2 separate regions of the Anas platyrhynchos genome follow, and region 1 is linked to region 2. The links are chromatin contacts, called in public Hi-C maps. All regions are on one chromosome and are shown on one strand. Each heading gives the region's core, a stretch centred on a gene start, on an enhancer-like site or on the middle of the called end of the contact. The rest is flanking DNA. Distances are from core to core; before and after follow the strand shown.

Region 1 (4,544 bases), core at 719-3,218, 140 kb after region 2:
TTTTTACAGACTGACATTTCTGTTTCCTTTAATAAGCCTAAGAATGTAAAATACGTCTTTAAGAAGTACCTAGCCTGTTTGTTTCTGCTGAGATGGCACCGGGAATTAACTTCCCAGTCCCTTGAAAAAGTCCCCAAACATCCAGAAAACAACCACCTTTGATAACAAAACTCTCCAGCACCTTCTGCATATGGCAACTTAATTTTACTGTCAGTAGAAGCTTCACAGCATGAAAATAAGTTAATATTAGGTGTTAAATATCGGTAAATATAATATTAAATGAGTTCTCATTGTATGAATAGAATGTGTTTTATCTAATGGTACTAGGCAAACTCTAATACGACTGCTATTATGGAAGGACACAATAACACGCAAAAAGATTGAGAATACATGATTGGAAATGTTTATGATTTTAAAGGATATTTCCAAATATGTCATCACAAAGAGTTTAATTAGTCAGATAGTGAGAGCCTGTCTTTCCTTTGTAACTGTTTTTCAGTTCTACTCCTCAACCAGTGGCTAAGAAATTCTGCACCAACAGAAGCTAGCAGCTTCCCCCTAGAAAGACATACTGTTAGTTCAGAGGGACAACCACATATGAACTGGTACTAGCATCCCCAGATAGGATATTTGGCAGGAAATCATGAGCATGGCAATGTGAACAACAGGACATTCAGAGCCAGGCAATGGACAGCTGAAAACTGCACAGCAACGGCAAGAGTGTTAACATTTGAAGCAATGTATGTCTAGTTGCTCTCATTACAATTTGGAAAAGAGGGTTATATCAGACTTTTCAGAAAGCTGGTGTTGGTTTTGGACCTTAATTTGATACAGGATAACTAAGCTCAGTATCAAGAAATAGTAAGTAATGGAGTACCCCACATTAGAAGCAATGAATCAGCCACAGACAACACAAAATAGGCTATTCTCACAAAGATAGTCTTGAGCCAAAAGACTGTAAAACAGGAATGGAAATCTGAGAGATGATTTTACAAAAGGTATGGGCTTTCAGCCTCCGTAGGGCAGTATAGAGTACTGCAGTTTCTGTGGCACTTCAATGAGATCAGAAAACCTCCTGAAAGGATAAATCCTGAAAACTGCCATGAAAGTGATCTTCGGTCCTCTTAGTACTGTCCCTTGTCTCAAGGCAGGATCAACTTTACTTGAACTGTTCTTGAAATATGCTTGTCTAGCCTGCTATTAAAATTTCCAGCAATGGAAATAATCCTATCCTCCTAGGTAAAGACGGAGTTGACCTTCTCTCCTAAGTACAACATTATTTTGCAATGTAATCTAATGGTCATGCCTTCTATAACGACCTGTTTTGTCAAATTTACATTTTCTAGACTGAGTTATTTCAGTCTTTCCTCACATGTCACTCTCATCAGTCTCTTCTTGACTCTGTCCAATTGCTCTACATAAGCAGTTCTTCCAACTAGACACGCTTCAGCTGAGATTCCATCTCATGCAGAAGAACTATGAGTTACTTCATGTCTTGGATATGACACTCCTGCTTATAAATGCCAGTGTAATACCTTTTTTCACAACAATATGACATTTCTGACACATTCCCAATTTGTGATTGACTATAATCCTCAGGGTTCACTTTTCAGACCTACTGCCTAGTCATCTAGCTGCTGCCTTGTCATTGCTGTCTCATCATAAAAAGAGAAATCCAGACATTCGTGAAAGCATCTGTACAATCACTGATATTCTAAAAAAAAAAAAAAAAAATATATTGTCATGACTCGTCTTAAAGAGAGCTTGTCCTTCAGATAGCAAATATTCTGGCTGAAGAACAATCTGAACTTATAATCAGAAAAAGAAACAAGAACAGATATGTATTCTGCATGTTCAGTTGAATAAATTAGTGTGATTTAGTTAATTGACTGAATGGCGTATACTGTGGTTTCCCTCTCAAGGCTGTATGAAGATAATGAGATGTGGAGAAAAGCAACTGACCTATAGTTTTCTGATGTTTTGTCTACTTTTCACTCTAATGTACGTCTCTTTGTAATATGTCTGCACAATGAGAGAATATAGACATATCTATCCTAGATATGGTCTACTTACATATAAGACTGACTTGATTTGACAAAATTTCAAGGAATTTTGAAACCAAGTGTTATCGTTGATATTTGCTTATTTTCATGTTACCTAGAATAGTTTAGCTCACAGGTATTTTAATAGTAAAGTTCTAAGAATGAACCTGAAATTATCAGAGCGTTGCCATGTACTTTGGAGACAAGAATATAACAGGGCCCTCTGTGGTTTACCTTCAATGTTTTCTTTGTGAATCAATGTTCAAGATAAATAAGCACTCATCAGCTGGGATGTAAAGTAGATCTGCATAGGAAATAACTAAGAATACTTGCTTGGTATTCTCATGTTTTGCCCTACATTTCTTGAGTAGCCTTATAACCGTCACTCCCCTCTCTGTGCCTCATGAGTCTGTCTGTAAAATGGGAATGAAAGATGAAATACCTCATCCTAATGATGTGGTTTTACAATTTTCCATCAGTACATTCACTGATCTCCCCACTGAAAATCAGATGGACTTCCCTACTGAGAGTCTGTCCCCCACAAACCAAAATGTCTTGGTCCTTTATTGGACAGGGGTACCTCACAACGTAACCCCTGAGCAAGAAACGGTAGTTGCGCTGTAACTGCGTGTATGACGGTGAGTTTGATGAGGCCTAAACTGGTGTCGATTTCATCCAAAACACAAAAAGGGATGTTTGCTTCTTACTACCTGTTATAAGTTGCCCCCTTAATTAATTTTCAGAGAGCATTGCATTAATAATAGAAAGGAATTTACTGAGTAAGCAACAGCAAGCAAAACAGCGCTGGGCGGCCGGGGAGTCTCGGCTCCACCAACGGCACGCACCTCACCCCCCCCAGGGTCCCTTTTTATATCTCGGTAATTCCGGGATTACGCAGCACATCCTGGTATATTCTGCAACTGCGCGCACTGTTGCTAGGGGGTCATCTCTGTCCCTCTGGTGGTCGTGAAGATGAAGGCCGTAGTCTTCCTCGGCGTTGTGGTTCAACTTCTTTTTTTATTTGGTCATGTTGGCCCAGCGTGAGACAGGAAGGCAGGATGTTGATACACTAGGTTAGCAACTTATCAGGAGATGGCTACATGAGCTTTGCAGCAGTATCTCTGAACAAAAGAGGCAACTGAGATGCAGAAGGAGAGAAGGGGAGGGGGTTCTCTTTTTTCTTACATTAAGCAAAAGAATTTTCATAGTGTCTAGCCAAGCCTTATACAGCTCCTTACTTCAGCAGGGAGTTTTCACAACTCCCGTTCCTCAAACAGAACTCCTTGTTTTTATAATACAAAAGACAATGAACAAACATTTATTGTGTATTACAATCCCTCCTTTTTCTTTTAGTTACTCATTTTGTTCATTGAATCTCGGCAATGCCTGGCTACTAAGAACTAATGTTTCCTCGATTCCTTCGTTGGTACTTATTGGCTCGTATCTGGCATGTATGAGCATTAAATGTGCCGCTTCTAAATGTCCCTTTACAATCGCAATCAATTTATTAAAAATACATGGTCCAAAAGTTAGTGCTATTATTAAGAACAACAAAGGTCCTGTTATTGTTGATAATAGAGTAGGAAGCCAAGGTGAATAATTAAACCAAGATTCGTACCAGCTCTGTCGGGCTTCATCATTCTCCCATTTCCTTTTTTTTTTTTTTTTTTTTTTCAACCCTTCCCTGGGTCTTGCCATTGTATTTCTTACCACTCCAGTGTGATCAGCATACACACAGCATTCCTCTTTCAGGGCTGCACACAGCCCGCCCTGTTGTAAAAAAATACCAAATCTAATCCCCTACGATTTTGTAACACTACCTCTGAAAATGGCCTGATAGATTTTCCAGGGCCGAGATGGATTGTTCAATTTGGGTCAGGTCCTCGTCCACAGCAATGCATAAGGAAGTAAATTCTTGATTTTGTTTAACCAATGAGGCTACCCTGGTCCCCACTCCAGCTCCTCCCAGGATTATTAGGGTGGCCAAAGTTAGAGCCGTGAATGGTTCCCGTCTTTCCAGATGATGACTTTCCACTGTGTCTGGATGTACATATAATCCTCAGGGTGGTATAGAATCCTTGGTATAATTATCACCTGTATACAGAAATCACGAGACGCATTAAAGAGTTTTAGTGATAGACAAGGAGTTATGCCCACTCACAAACAAACCCACCTAGCGTTGTTGACTGGGATTAACCACTCGGCTGATTGTTTTCCATTCTCCAAGATATTACGTAGGTGACACTTCCCACTAGGAACCGTGCACACACACCTACCACCTCCAGTGACTTGTGTTAGTGTTACCCTTATGTCTTTTCCCCAACTGCATTGTAGAGGGTTGTTCTCGTTTGCGCGGGAGGGCTCCCCAGGATTCCCAATACCATCATAATATGAAGGCCTTATACTAAAGCATAATCAACAGTGTTTTGTTACATTTGGGTTTGTTTTGTTTAATAATTGGTAGCTGGCATTCATGACCCCCCCATATGTTATTCCCAGCTA
Region 2 (5,089 bases), core at 1,035-3,534:
AGTATGTTGCCTGATTTTTTAAATTATTTTTTATTTATTTATTTATTTTTATTCTGACTACTCTCTGTTGAATTCTTATTGCCAGCAGAGTACCTGGAAGAATACATGACTCCTGCAGATAAGCTGAACAGATAAGCTGAACAAAGCTTGATAACAGAAAGAGTTGCTCACAAAAATACTCAATAGAAAAGAAAACCAAAGAAAAAAGTCCCAGTGGCAACCTGACAGAGTCAAGCATCAGGTCCAGGATGATCAGGATAACTTAAATTTTCTGTAGGGTATAAGGCAGTAGCCTTAGTGATAATCATTTTTATATTATGGAAGACAACAAAATGATAGCTAAAACAGAAAAACATAACAAGTATTACAAGATAATACTTTTTTCACGCTTATTTTAACCAATATAAAAGTACTGTTAAAAAAAACAAAAACAAAACAAACAAACAAAAAAAACAACACTCTTTTTCTCTTCACTATGCAATAAAATAATGCTTTCATTAACTTTTTGATCATCTTCAGCCAGATGATTTTCTGATCATCTACCAATCTACCAATTGTGTTGGCAGAAGCAGACATTCTCTCTGAGAACTCTGAAATTTGATGGTGTCTACCCTGAAGGATAATTTAAACATTTAATTCTTAAGTATTGTATATGTTCTTAGTAGACTTCTGTGAGGAATAGCTTTCTTGTCCCACAGGTATTTTTTGGAGACTTCAAAAACAAATATCTTCATTCCATTATAGGGCAAAATGTAGTCTTTTCAAAATAAGAAGGAAAACATTGATCCTGTCACCATGAAACAGGCAGTACGGAGAGTCTAAGTTAGTCTCTCATTGTTTGGTCTTAGTGCTATAATTACTATCATATAAAATCCTTTTGATTTTTTATTTTTCCATATTGTTCATCTATTTTTACTATCTGATTTTTTTTTTTTTTTTATCTAACCTGAACGTGATAGAAATACCTTTTTTGGGGAGGAGGTTTTCCTTGGCCTCCTTTCTTTTCCCCACTGTGGTGGGTGTTTGCCTTTTTTGTTATCATTCTCTGTCTCCACTTGACTTTTTTTATTTGATTTCTCTGACCTTTAAATCATAACCTGTTAAGCAAAGCCATTTGGCTTTACTCTGTGTTTAACTTTCAAGGATTTTGTCCATCTCCCCAGCAGTCATCACCACAGTTTATTTTGAATAAGGACCATGTGCTAAGTAAGCACTGTGATTTTTAAACAAGGATAAGCACAAAGAGAAATCGTGGCAAAATCCAAAACAGAGCAGCTCATTTTCAAATATTCTTGACTTGTCCATAGGAAAACATAAGCATCCTCCTTTTCCCCTCACCACTTCAGTCACTAATCTAGTGTCCGATCAGTGCTCCATCTGGATAGTTGCCAGTAGAGCAAGTTTGTCCTCAGCTGCCCATAGATCATTCCCCAGTGTCTCCCTGCTCCTAGCAGAGACTCAGGAAGGTTTTCAGAGTTCAGACCAACCACTACTGATGCTTCATCTTTGTGGCTCTGTACTTGTGCTGTACCAAGAGAAGCAAGGAAAGAAGCACATGCAACCGCTGACAGACAAGTCTTATGTTCTGTTCAGATTCTGAACTTTGCTTTTAGTTGTGGTAGAGCTCAAGTGTTTAACTCTGTGACTACTTCTTTCCCAAACCACCTCCTGTTCCACTATTCTGTAACATAGATACAATCATATTAAAATATACCATGGTTTATAACACTGGCCCTGAGATAGCTCCATCTTTTTTCCTACTCTGTTTTGAAGCACAAACTTTAGTTCTAAATTGATCCAGCAATGATGGATTGTTGGATCTCCAGATGAAGTTCTGCAGATCTTAACCTCTTCCTGTTCATGAAAGGATCACTTGTCACAAAAAAAAAAAAAAAAAAAAAAATAATAATAATAATAAAAAATCTGTTTTTGGTTTTGTTTAAAGACTGGAGGAGCAGATACAGCATAGCATCAAACAAGGTCAAAATCTCTGGGTTCCAGGGTCAAAACCTTCCTTACCATTTCAAAAAACAACATAGCATTTTGACACTATCAAGCCCCGAGCAGTACTTTACCCTCTATGTATCCAGAGGTGTCTATGTACACTGAGAAAGGAAGTTTAACTTTCCTGTAACTGGACAGTCTTCAAAATATGTTGTACCTCTTTCATTTGCCTGGCCATCTATCTCTTTCTCTGGTACAAACGTGCACACACACATTTCAGTCTCAGCTGCTTTAGCACACAGGGGGAGCTCTCTCCTATCACATAGCCCACATTCCTACCTTGTCTGTGGGGAGCAATTTTTCTACTGGGAAGAACTGCCTGAAAGCTGCTGTGCAACTGCATACTTTCAGTGTTCCCTTTTCAAAAACAGAAGTTGAAATCTGGCTTCATTAAGCAAGAGTTGCAATAATATCAGATTGCATCCTTGTCCATTAGAAATACTGACTGTTTCTGGGAGGGGACCACTTAGCTTCTACAAGTGTTGCTACTTCTTCAGAAACTCTTTTTTTTTTTTTTTTTTTTTTTTTTTTGTATATTGTATATTTTTTTTGCATATTGTAAATATTAACCCAAGTAAAATTAAGCTGTATAGCTTGTTTTCTCCTCTTAGCAGTCATTTCCCGTTCCATTCAGAGGAAGATTTTACAGGTTTTGCATAGGTAGTTTGGAAAGCTGGTTGAGCAACAATAAAAGCTGGTCTAAACTTTTTAATTCTTTATCACAGCTTCAACATGAAGAAATTCTAGGCTGGCATCAGTTTTGCTGAGTATATTTTCCATATAGAGTTCCTTAGTGGAGAAGGGCAACACTGGACACTGATACCCCAAAAAAATGTACAAAGCAGGAGCCAACTCTCCTATAGCCGGCCACTTTGTACTAGACAACGTGAAAGTGGCTTCTTTTTAAGGTGAGCCTTAGGGCATCTCTCCATCATCACTGTAAGTAGGCCTGTTTCACTGCCCATCTCATTCCACAGGGAATAAATAGCAAAAACTTTGTAGTCCTGTTCAGCACCACTAGCAACACAAGGAAGCATTTATAAGTCACCTATGCCAGATTCGCCCTGTACAGGATGAGGTCTGTACCAGCAACTGGTGAGAATCCCTGCCATGCTCACTGCACACTGAAGGTATGAAACAGTGAACGGTTAGGCACTAAGGAGTTTCTTATTTTTGGATTCTCCACATCATAATGTCACTTCAACATCTCCTTGCTTTGCTAAGTAACACACTATGTGCTTATTTCCTGCCCATTTTTATTGGTTCACATAATGCTTTAGTTGAGCTTGTTTCCACTTCTTTACCACTACAACATATTCGCAAAAAGCAACCATACTGCCTTCGAGCCTCTATTTTGCTAAACTAAGCAAGACACAATTTTCCAAATTTTGTGGGTATGGACTCTTCCTTCATCTGGTAAGTTTACATTCATCCCCTTGAACAGGCGTAATGTTCCTCTCTTGTGAGGACAGAGTGTCTAGATCTCTGTCACTTTTCAAGCATTCATTTACTGTTGACAGCCTGCTTAAAGGATCTAAATTACCTCTCTGCTTTGCAGTTATGCTTCTTCTTAGTACTCCTGCTTTGTTTTACTTTTATTCTTGTTTCCTATATAAGATCAAACTCAGCCTCCATTTTGGCAATTCTCAATTGACCCCTCTATTTCCTGACCTGAACAATATGGCTTTCCCTTCAAATATTGAAATATCTTAGAAAAGCTTCTAGTATTACATTATAAAGAAAACCAAATGAAACCCAAAAACAACTATATATGCTCCAACTATAATTCACAAAATCTTCAAACTCAGCCAAATCAACATCAATTTTTGCTGGGACTCAGTTTAGCATCTCTCATGCCCAAGGGCTATTTCCCTGACAAGTTGCTGCTTTTGCTCCCACCCATTTCAGCATTTTTCAGATTATTCGAAATTCAAATATATATGAATCCAATCTGCATTTATATAAATATAAAAGACAGAAAAAGAAGTAGTACCACTGATCAAACTTTAATACATCACACTTGGAAAAACAGTCTTTTTCTGCAGTTCTACTCCCAAAAATTCTAAGGACACTATTTCAGGTGAATGTTGAAAGGAAGGAAGTGCTACAGAGACACCTACAGACACTTATCTTCTAGATAAGTAGCTGGGTTTCTGCTTTGGCTATAATTAATTTAGCCAATATTCTAAACACCACTATACAACCAAAGCATTGTTATACGCAGAGCTGAGAAATCACTACAGCGTATTTGTAGTATTCATGTGGCTTAGAGGCTTCCACAAATAAAGCTGTATTTTTTGTAATAGCTATGTAAACAGTAAATCCTCTTTGAAGAGGAGAGATTCTATAAGCAGCTCTAGATAATGTTACTATCAACAACAGCAATCCTGTCTTTTTTTGGGGGAATTTGGATGTGATGTGAAAGCTGTACTCCATAAAATGAAAACCAAAACGGCTCCTTGCCCCAGCAGTTACCACACCTCACTTAGGTAGTCCTAAATCATACTGAAAACTGTAGTTTAGTTTCTGTACTATGAATTACTGTACCATACTGTACTAGTAACTACTAAGCCCTGAGCATCCAAATAATAATCTGTCCAGGGCTATCTTCCATGACATATTCTGCATTCTAATCCTTGATTCCTGTAAGGTTTGAATTAAGCAGTAAGCAAGTTTGTAGATCAGAACTGCAGTGCAGGAAAACATGTTTGTACTAAAAGAAACTGGTAGGAGGGTGAGCAACTAGGCTGGGCAACAAAGGAAAAAAAAAAAAAAAAAAAACAGAAGGGGTGAAAACATCTGCAGGACAGGTCTAGTCCAGCATCTGTGTTCAGAGAGATTGTGTTGCCTATGAGGAGTTAGCAGCTCTTACAATTACATTGGCACACCACCTTGGAGAGGTGAGAAGTAACACTGTAGTCAATTTGCCAACAACTGGTGTTTTAGAAGAAGTCTGGATTTTATTAAAGGCCTTGGCTCAGGACAGCAAACAAGACTCTGGTTCAAAGCTTGTATTTAATATCAAGTATCAAGGTTTCTGACTGTCTGGAGAAAAAAAAAAAAAGAAAAAAAAAACACTCTTGAA

Evidence for each region. A called contact is a pair of places that touch in the nucleus more often than the background predicts.
Region 1: a Hi-C map of liver shows a contact between it and region 2, with 4 times the contacts expected there. The contact joins two enhancer-like sites. A contact is called at or near these places in 3 of 8 Hi-C or Micro-C datasets (F5 follicle, liver and subcutaneous adipose tissue).

What each region holds. Positions count from the first base shown.
Region 1 is chr13:17,914,448-17,918,991 of IASCAAS_PekinDuck_T2T, forward strand. It overlaps LOC106015206 (a long non-coding RNA gene), which reads left to right. Exons shown (of 4, transcript XR_005269281.2): 4 at 1-4,544. Among named protein-coding and RNA genes, the nearest start is that of PPARG, 61 kb to the left of the region's middle. Within about 2 kb of position 1,969, at least 2 of the 8 cell types and tissues checked have an H3K27ac peak or open chromatin away from gene starts, as enhancers often do.
Region 2 is chr13:17,774,802-17,779,890 of IASCAAS_PekinDuck_T2T, forward strand. All of the region lies in intron 9 of SYN2 (synapsin II), which reads left to right. Among named protein-coding and RNA genes, the nearest start is that of TIMP4, 47 kb to the left of the region's middle. Within about 2 kb of position 2,285, at least 1 of the 8 cell types and tissues checked has an H3K27ac peak or open chromatin away from gene starts, as enhancers often do.